2 separate regions of the Rattus norvegicus genome follow, and region 2 is linked to region 1. The links are chromatin contacts, called in public Hi-C maps. All regions are on one chromosome and are shown on one strand. The core of a region is the stretch at or near the end of the contact, and the rest is flanking DNA. Distances in the headings are between cores, read along the strand shown.

What was found. A called contact is a pair of places that touch in the nucleus more often than the background predicts.
Region 2: a contact with region 1 is called in a Hi-C map of mammary epithelial cells, with 2.0 times the contacts expected there. The contact joins the promoter of Aff1 here to the enhancer-like site in region 1. A contact is called at or near these places in 2 of 12 Hi-C or Micro-C datasets (Schwann cells and mammary epithelial cells).

Annotation. Positions count from the first base shown.
Region 1 is chr14:6,102,586-6,107,385 of GRCr8, reverse strand. No RefSeq gene overlaps it. Among named protein-coding and RNA genes, the nearest start is that of Klhl8, 7.5 kb to the left of the region's middle. Within about 2 kb of position 2,540, at least 3 of the 93 cell types and tissues checked have an H3K27ac peak or open chromatin away from gene starts, as enhancers often do.
Region 2 is chr14:6,266,609-6,271,408 of GRCr8, reverse strand. Aff1 (ALF transcription elongation factor 1) reads left to right here and starts at 2,796. Exons shown (of 20, transcript NM_001107206.1): 1 at 2,796-2,971. The coding sequence starts at 2,928.

The sequences.
Region 1 (4,800 bases), core at 1,291-3,790:
CGGCGGAGGTTGAGCGCTATCATGGTCCAGGCATGTTTACCTACGAAAAACCCAGTAATGGATCTGGCTCCAAATCTTAGCAGCGTTTCATGGTTTGAGAACACACTGGTGTGCCTGGAAGTTGACACGCCCCCATTCCATGAGGAAAGTCAGAAAGTCTACATTTTGTACCCTCCCGGACCTCACCCTATGCTGTCTCTTCATTTGGCTTGTATTCAATTGTGTTCTTTAAAAAATGTAATTGTAAATATAGGCCAATCCTGAGAAACTACTGAACAAAAGGAAGTCCGGAGGTCATCTGAACTTGTTGCTGATTGGTCAGAAGTGTCTGGAGAATCTGAGTCTTCCTGCACTGATTGGTCAGAAATGTGGGGCGGGGTCTGAGGCACCTGCTTGTTGGCTTCTGAAGCGTTGGCGATCCTGGGGTCTGTACTGTTCTTAATTGATGGATTCTACACTAGCATTGGAGAGTTTATATCAAATTTCACTTGAAGGTTGCATCTGAATAGTGACCTCCGCCAAGGCAGTCCCATTAAATGCTGAGGCCCTGTAAATCTGGTTATAAAAAAGTAACATTTGCATAAGCAAAAACAGTCTGCTTCCAAATCACTCTGTGGCCTGCTACATTTTCCTGTTTCCTTTCGTTTGTAATAAGCAGCTCTGTGATCTCCCCTTTACTGTTAATGAAGAAAGTTGTCTCAATCAAGAGCCAGGTGGAGATCAAAGCGGGAGCTACAGGGTGTGTGAATTTACTTGACTAGTCTTTGATCGTCCTGCACTGAAACTTTGCGGTTCTCATGTTGCAACCTTTGTAGATAAGGCAATTGTTCCCCTTTCATCAAGTTGGAGATTTGAAGACACAATCTGAAAGTTACACACCTGAAACCTTTGCACACGTGACAAAGAAATCACTTCGCACACCCTGAATAAATTCCCTTTGGGGGACTTAGAAACCAGCATTGAAAATTGAAAAAGGTTATAATTTTCTACTTCCTTTTCAAGGAAGCAGAGCCAGAGGGAGCCTTTCAGCCCATTTTCTCAGAGGCAAAGGCAGACTATTAGGAGAAAACTGCCTGCTGTTCAGCCTATTTGAAAGGTTCCAGTTGCTCCCTTAGCCATTAGCTGAGGCTTGAGTTATACAAGCACCGCCAGTGACTGCATGTGTGCCTGGACGGTTGAGGTACTGCATACCACTTGTCAAGCTGAGAATGGACGAGGTCAGGGAGAGCTCTGGCAGGAAATAAGTGATCACCCTTGCCACAAGCCCTAGGCAAGCAGCCATTTACACACCAAGACACCCCGGGACTGTGCGCATATGCACGTGTGCATGCATATGCTTGTGGGTACACATGTGTGTTTGAGTATGTGTGTACTTGTACATATTCGAGTATCTGTGTTTGCACGTGTGAATATGCATGGGTGTATGTGTATGCATGTGCATGAGCATGTGTGTGCACATGTGTGTGCATATGCATGCATGCGTGCGTGCATGCGTGCGTGTGTGTGTGTGTGTGGAAACTGAACCCAGGGTCCTGTACTTGGTAGATAAGCACTCTACCAAGCTATGACCCCCGAGTCTATTCCAGCAAGGATGTTAAAAAACTTTCCTTGGAACATCCTCCTCTAATCTGAAATACTATGTTTTCTTCTTTCATTTTCCTTTTAAATTGTTTTTAAAGCAGGGTCTCACGTAGCCCAGGCTGGCTTCAAACTCACTATGTAGCCGAGGATAACCTTGAATCCTGATCCTCTTACTTCATTTCCCAAGCTCTGGGATTAAAGGTACACGCACTACACCCAGCTCAAGATGTTATTTTTCTTTAGGGAAAAAAAAAAAAAACAAACCTGTCTTGTAAATAAGTGTCCATTCGACACCATCACACCCTCTTTTGCAACCCAATCTTTCCCCTCTGGCTCTGCAGCTGTCTCAGGATTCTCTTACAGCCTGAGCTCACTTTCCCAGGGTGCTGTTAGGAAACTCATCCCACACTCAGGTGAATCTGCGATGTTGATAAAGACGTGGATGGATTCTAGGGGAAGCTAAAAGAGAAATAGCAAACACTCTGCAGGGAACTTCCTGACCAGCACTAAGGATTTGGCTTTTGGTGGCCCTGTGCAAGGAGGAGGTTAGAACAGAAACCCTTCGCTCTCCTTTCCCCTTCCCACGATATCCCCAGGTGACTCATTTCTCCCTCAAGGAGAGCTCTCAGCTGCCAGAGGAGGAGGAGGGGTAAATCTGTTACTTTGCTACAAAAGTTTCAGCTCTCCCTGTATTAAGCAAGCTGGAGGAAGGTCTGGGTGGATCTGGAGAAGTGTCGCAGGGCAGCCGCTATAACACTTTCCTCATGTTGGGCTAATCACTTAGAACGCCTGCCTTCTTTTCCAACTGTCACATAATTCTGTGGGTTGGTGCAGGGGTCAGCTGATGACCCACTTTAAAACAAGGAACAGCGCTCTCCTGGGTGAACATGTTTGTAGGTCTCACATCCGTGGATATTGTACCACATGCTTTCTGCACAGATTTGTTCCAAGAAGACTTTGTATACCAAACCCCACCAATGCCTGAGAGTCAGGATAAAATGCTATAAAATTTGCATAGAACCCAGGCATGCACCTGTACACTGTCCCGAAACTGTTATAAACTCTAACACAATGTAAACGGCACGCAAACAGTAGTCTCCCTGTTGTTGTATGGCTTCAGAAATAAGAAAAGTAAGTTCAGAGGGCTTGGGGATTGGTGAAATACAGGAAGCAACAGATGATTCTATCTGAACATTACGTCACTGTTGTGGATTCATCGCGGTGTCCGGCATGCAGTGCGGTGAAGATCAAGCTCTGATCTTCGGAAGTTGTTAAAGTTTTTTTCTGAGGTGTGTGCATGCAGGGGTGAGGGAGGAAGGTTGCATAGGGAGGTCAGAAGTTGGTACGGCTGTCTTCCTTCATTGTTTCCCCTTTAACGTTGGAGATTGAGTGTGGAGCTTGCTGATTTGGCTAGAACCCCTCCTGCCTCTGTCTCCCCAGTGCTGGGATAACAGGGAGATGCTGCTTTTCCTAGCTTTTCAGTGCGGGTGCTGGGTGCCACACTTTACCAACTAAGCCATCACCCCAGCCCATTTTTCCGAATTGTTTTGGTACACCGTTGGATCTGTGGGTAAGGCATCCTCAATTAGAGACTGCATCCCTTACTGCCACTTACACGTGTCTGCGTGTGCACATTAGTGGGGACATGTTTTTCTGAGATATCCTAATTGTAATCACACAGGAATTTGAGGAGTGGGTAGTCAGTTGCAAGCTACGGGCTGGGGGGAAATCACAATTAAGAATTGCTATTCTTTAATGTGTGTAAAGCCTTAATTAAAATCCTGTCTTGTTCCTCTAGATGCTACCACCTGGCTTGCAGCCCCAATCTAAAAGGTGGGACTATTTCCGCTTACATCCACCCTCCTCCTAAAAGAGGTGCAGACCGGCAACACGCCTAGGGGTAAACAATGTACACTTGCCTGTCCCACATTTGCTTTATAAAACACTTGATCTTTGAGATCCACAGATGTTTTCCAACTGCTACCCCGTGCCTTGTTTCTGGGATTTGGTTACAGGATCTCCCTCCTCATTCTCCAACTCCCTTTCCTGGCCAGCATCATCAATGCCTCTGTAAATTCATTCATCTAAGAAATCTCTTGTTCTCTAGAATGTCGGTTGAACAAAGTAGTTTATTTAGGTTTAAGATCCAGGGGCCACAATTTAAGAGTTAAGCGTATTTTCTATTTCCATACACTAACTGTTGCTCCAAGCCTGTTAAACTCAATTGTAATTGTTCTAATCCCTCCCCTGCACCCTCTTTAATCCCTGCTCCCTACCTGTTCTGGATAGACTTCTACAAAATTATGGGGGAATCATTTTAAACCAGTACTTAGAAAGAACAAGCGGGCTTGTTAGAATCTGTATGCCGTCCTAAATGCATTCCTGAAACCCAGGGGCGCGGGTGGATCACTGAAGGTGAAATTAAACTCTGGTGGGTCAGCAGGGATCGCAACTCTACCTAAGGGTTTTTCTGACTGCCAAACTAGCTTACAAATAAAAGAGGCAAGGAATGCTGGGAAGTGTCTCTGGTTTCCCAAGCCAAAACCACTTTCAACCCGTGGGCGAAGGGAGCTGTTGACTAAGAGTCACCGCCCCTCACTTGCTGTTGGAAGCGGTGACTTCCAGGTTCTTTCTAGGCTGTTTTCCAGAGTTTGTCAAGAGACCAAATCCAGTGTCCTGAGCAGACTTTGAATGACCAAGCAATCGCTAACGATACTCGGTGTTTCTTTCTCTATTCTTTCCGTTGATCTCTTCCCAAAGAAAAGCTCTGTAGTCCTCACCACGGGTTTGCTTCCTGGAAAACCTAAGGGAGCTGCTGCTGTTCTGAGCCAGCCTTCCACCGCAAAGGGCTCCTTATGGACGTGTGACAACTCTGGTACATTAACCGGGATCGTTGCAGAGATGTATGCGAACATGATGATGTCAATGTGGGATGCCATCCCTATAGAATCTAGAATCATCAAAAAGATACGCCCCTCGGCGTCTGTGAAGAGCCTTCTAGGCTGTGTTAACTGAAGGGGGAGACACACAATATGGCCGCATCATTCCGTGGGTGATGGTCCTAGACGGAATAAAATAGGAAACGGACAGAACACTGGCATCCGTTAACCTCTGCTTCCTGAATGTGAAACATGGCGTCCGTCATGCCCCTGCCCGCATGACTTCCCTGCTCATGAAGGACCACCTTGGAACTGTAAACCCAAGCAAACCCTTTCTTCC
Region 2 (4,800 bases), core at 1,547-4,046, 160 kb before region 1:
TTTAGTGATTTTTATTTTATAATAAATCTGTACAGGGTTGAAACAGGACTATGCATGCAGAAGAAAGGTGTGAGATGCTGGTTTTCTTCAGATGGGCCTTTCTCCTAAGTATAATACTAATGCCATTTATAGCAGATTTTGAATGAATGACATCATACGTCCCTTAGAAAATGGTTTAGTGTTTCCATAGAATTATGTGTATCATTTTGTATGTCTTTAAGTTTGTTTGTTTGGTGTTTGAGACAGGGTTTCTTTGTGTAGCCCTGACTATACTGGAATTAGATCTGCCTTCCTGAATGCTGAAGTTAAAGGCCTATACCACCACAACCTGTCCTGTTTTATTTCATGAACTATCTCTATACAGTCCAAGAAAGTCTTGAGATTTTGATCCTCCCGCGTCAGCCTCCAAGGCAGCTGGGTAAAATTATTGGTGTGAGTCTCTCCTTCCAGGAAGTTATTTTTATAGCATCGTTCTCAAACTCTCAAGAGGATCTCTCACCTACTCATGGAGGGTTTCTAAATGCTGATTTACTTATTTTTATGTGTATGAGTGGTCTGTGTGCATGTATACCTGTATGCCACGTGTGTGCCTGATTCCTGCAAACAGAGGACGAAGGTTTCTGATCCCTTGGAACTGGAGTTAAGGACACCTAAGGGCTACAACATGGATGCTAAGAGAGAGATTGAACCTGGGTCCTCTGGAAGAGCAGATGAGCCCTCTCTCCAGTCCCTCAGGCATGATTTTGGAACCTATTGCTCTTTAAGTCTAGCAGGTGCTGTGAATCTCTTTCTCTGTTGTCATGGTGCTCCGACAGTTTAGGAGACTGCCTCACCTGTGGCAAGCTTCCCCAAATGCTTAGAAGGTAAAACCTTATCTTTGCAATAAACACTGAAAGTTGTTTTCCTAGAAGAGAGACTTGCCGGATGCCCAAGTCAGAAAACCTGTGAATTGTTATCTCAAGGAGACATGGTCCACGAAGAAACAACTAGTTCTGGTTGGTTTCTCTCTCCAGTCACTTTCACACGGGATCAGCCTCAGGGCCGCTGCTGTGCTTCTGAGCTCAGAACAGGGCTTTCTGTGCACTTTCTGTTTTGTCAGAAAGAGGAGGAGGGGGAGGAAGAATAGGAGGAGGGGGGAGGGGGAGGAAGGGAGAGACAGGGGAAAAAAAAAAGACCCGTACTTCAGAGTCAAGATTCAAAGGACTAGTTACCTCATCAAGGGCATTCCTAAAGTACACGAGTTCCCCAAACTACTAATGTACGTGGCGAAGAGAGCGGTGGCTGGCAAGTAGCCTCACTTGCTACCACAGCCTTCATTCCTGTGAAGGCGTCAGTCGTTCTCCACCAGTAGAGCTAAAGCCAGCGGAGTGAAAGACAAGCATTGTCTTGTGTTCTTATGTAAGTGGTTCTAACCTCTGAGAGGCCCTCCCAGGAGTCTGGAGACCTTACATTGCAGTTAGTGCGGAACCTTGCAGTCTTTAGGAACTGGGCTATCAGTTACATGAACAATATAATGCGGTGAGTCCCTGGTCGAACCCGGAGCGCACCAAGGAAGTGTCCTTTCATCAGCAGGCTGGTCCTGAATGCCCAAGTTAAGTCTTCTCCCTGCCTTTCGGCCCACCGTCGTTCTAGCCGCTTCCCAGGCAAAGCCTGGTGTCTTTCCTGTGTCTGAGTTGACGCAATTTTCGATTGTGCTTTCGAGCGTTTACGTTGGTTTGCATCATGGTTTTTGTTTGGGGAGGGAAGCAATTCTTTTAATTTATTAGCGGACTTCCCTGAATGGCTGTCTTCTGTGTAATCCGCATATTGCCCCAAGAGGGAAGTCGTTGTATAAACACTTGTTTCTGGGCACTTTCAAAACTGAAAGCAAAGTTGAAGAAGGGTTGCTTGCGGATCTCCGATGTTTCCGAGGGCAAGCCCCGCGGGGGCGGCCAGAAGCAGCGAGGGCCGTGATCGAGTGCTCCCACTCCCGGCACACCCCCACGGCAGCGGGACCCCGAGGTCCCAGCCCGAGCTCTGGGGTCTCTGCAGCGCGCGTTTCCACCCGGCGGAGCCGGAGGTAGTGGCGGCCAAGCGCGCTGCCCTTAAAAGGAGGCGGGCCGTACCACCGCGGAGCCCGCGGGGGGGTCCCGGCAAGCTCGAGCACTCGAGGGGAGCCGAGCGCCGCGCTCATCGCCCTCGAAGTGCGGGCGAACCGGGAGTGGGGACCCCGCCGCGGGTGGCGCCCACGCACCGCTCGGTCTCTGGTGACCCGAGAGTGCCCCAGGGCGACGGGGAGCGCTGCTCCCCGGGCTCTAGGGAGGTGCGGCTCGCCCGGCGGCCCCCGGTGCCCGGATGTCCGTCAGGCTCGGCGCGAGCTGAGGCTCGGGGGGGGGGGGGGGCGGAGGCGGTGCTGAGGACGCAGAGCTGAGGACGCGGCGGCAGAGAGCGCTGCGTCTGCCCGGCAGTATCGCCGACGGCTGGGGCCGATGCTGAACCCAGAGCTGGTGGTGGGAGCCCGCGGGGCGAGCGCGCTGATGGACTTGGGACGCCAGGCAGTGTGAGCCGAGCCATGGCAGCCCACTCCAGGTGAGGCTTGCGCAGGGGGCGTCAGGGACCCGAGAGTGGCCACGGGGCCGGGGCAGGGGCGGCGCGGGTGGGAGTGAGGAGACGTCGGGGGGCGGGGACCGCAGGAAGCCGCTGGATCGCTGCTATCTCATCCCCGGAGTGTCGGGCAGAAAACAGTGTCTGCACCGGGTGCAAAGGGACCGCCCGGAAAGTTGAGGTTAAAGATCCCGTTTCTGACCCGAAGAACTGTTATTTTCGGGAAGTGAAGTTGGTTTCTCGGGTCTGCCGGAGCCTGGATTTTCATTGGCGTGCCCTGTGCACTCTCATCCGGCTCTCCTAGTTGGCCATTTGGCGTCGTCAGAAGTTTGGAAGCGCACTTAATGGAAACTAAAATTCGCCCTGGAGAGAGAGGGAAATTTGCCTGGTGAGCAATGAAGATTTTTTTCCCTGCTAGAATGTACGATTCCACATAAAACGGCACAGTCGGAGTGAATCTGCTGAGTAGGCAAAGGCCGGAATGCGACGGGTTGGTGAAGGGGAGTCTGGCTAATGACCCGCAGTTGCTGTCAGGGGAGCGCCCTGTACAGCAAGGGCCGAGTCCTGCCTTCTCTGGGGTTTGCAGGTTTAAGAAGGAACCTTAAAATTTGACCGCGCACCGGTGATTGCCCCAAGATTCAGGGTGTTGGGTTTCATCCGGCTTTGGTCTCTACAGCTGTTGGTAGTCAGGGAAAACGGGGCCGCCGTATCTTTTCAAAACTTTCTTTCGCCAGAAGGCAGTGTGGCTGCTGACAGGTTTACAATTATGGAAAGGCTCTTTAGTCTAATACTTGATTCGGGATAGTGATTTGGTGACCTATCTGGACGCTGAGCTGAACTAATTTTAGGTCTGAAGATCATGGAGGGCAGTAGATTTGTAAACGTTAGAGACTGAGTAGATATAACTTGAATTTTTCTAAGAGATAAAACTTTCTAGGAAGGAACTTCTCTAAATAGAAAACCCCCTAAGTGCGTTTTACTTTAAAAACAAGTTTAATCCTTTCAAACTGGCTTAATGGTGTCTCCATTTTATTGGGTGTTGGAAGGAAGGGGTTCCTAAGGGAACAAAGGAATGGGGAACAGAAGTTGCATCTTTATAAAACCTTTTGCTAAATGCTAACCAAAAAGTAACGTTTAGCTTTTAGCATAAACAGAACCTGTAGATTTTCGTAACATCACAGTGACTGCAATGCCTTCAATCCCTAACGTTTCCCATCGCTTCAAATTAAGGAGCCGTTTGTCTTCCTTGGCTAGTAATAAAAATATGCTATTTTAGCAGGATATGGTTGCCCACGCCTTTAATCCCAGAACTCGCCTTTAATCCCAGCACTCAGAAGGCAGAGGCAGGAGGATCCCCATGAGTTCTGGGGAAAGCCTGATCTACAAGGAGAGTTGCAGGACAGCCAGAGCTGTTACACAGAGAAACTCTGTCTCAACACCCCCCAAACTATTTTCGCTACTTTGTCAGTAATGCATTTTAGTAAAGACTCTTCTAGATCATTTGTTTCCTTTGTATTGTGTAATTTACTTGTATTAAATATATTACCCCCAGAGTGCCCCTAAGAATCGCACTGCCCCAGGATCCCGTGGCAAACAACTTGAGATTAACGAACCTCCATAAAATCGTTGAAGCCGGCAGAGCGTGGTGATTTGCACCTTAGTTCTATTGTTCCCATTCCTGAGCCCTTAAACTAATGTCAGAGGTAAAATGAGATGAACGATAAATTGGGACCTGTGTCTGCTAGACACAGCGGTAAGCTGCTGTGATTAGATTGCCTCTTCGCTCACCTAAATAAGACAGGCAAGTGCTTTATTATTTGCACTTGGCAGTTAAGGAAACTGAGGCCTAACCAGGTCACACAGGTGCAACATGCCTGACCCCAGACGGACTGCATAGCCGCTACAATGTAGCACTTCCTGCTTACTGTTGCTTCTGCTCCAGCAGCTGCAAAACCTCAGAGTAAGAGCCAGAAAGCGATCTCTGCAGTCTGCTCGGTGCAGCATCTTTAATCTCAGGCATCAATGTGGCTGCTCAACACATCAGCCAAGACTCCGGCGTCCTTTACCTGGCCTGGTCACATGCTCTGGCACTAGAAACAAAAACCACAGAGCATCATGGTTGGTTGTTTTCTTAGCCTGCGTGTGGAGAGTACATACCATGTTGTAAACATCCCTTCGGTTTTGCCTCAAGTGTGCTCCGAGCTTGTGAAGGCATAG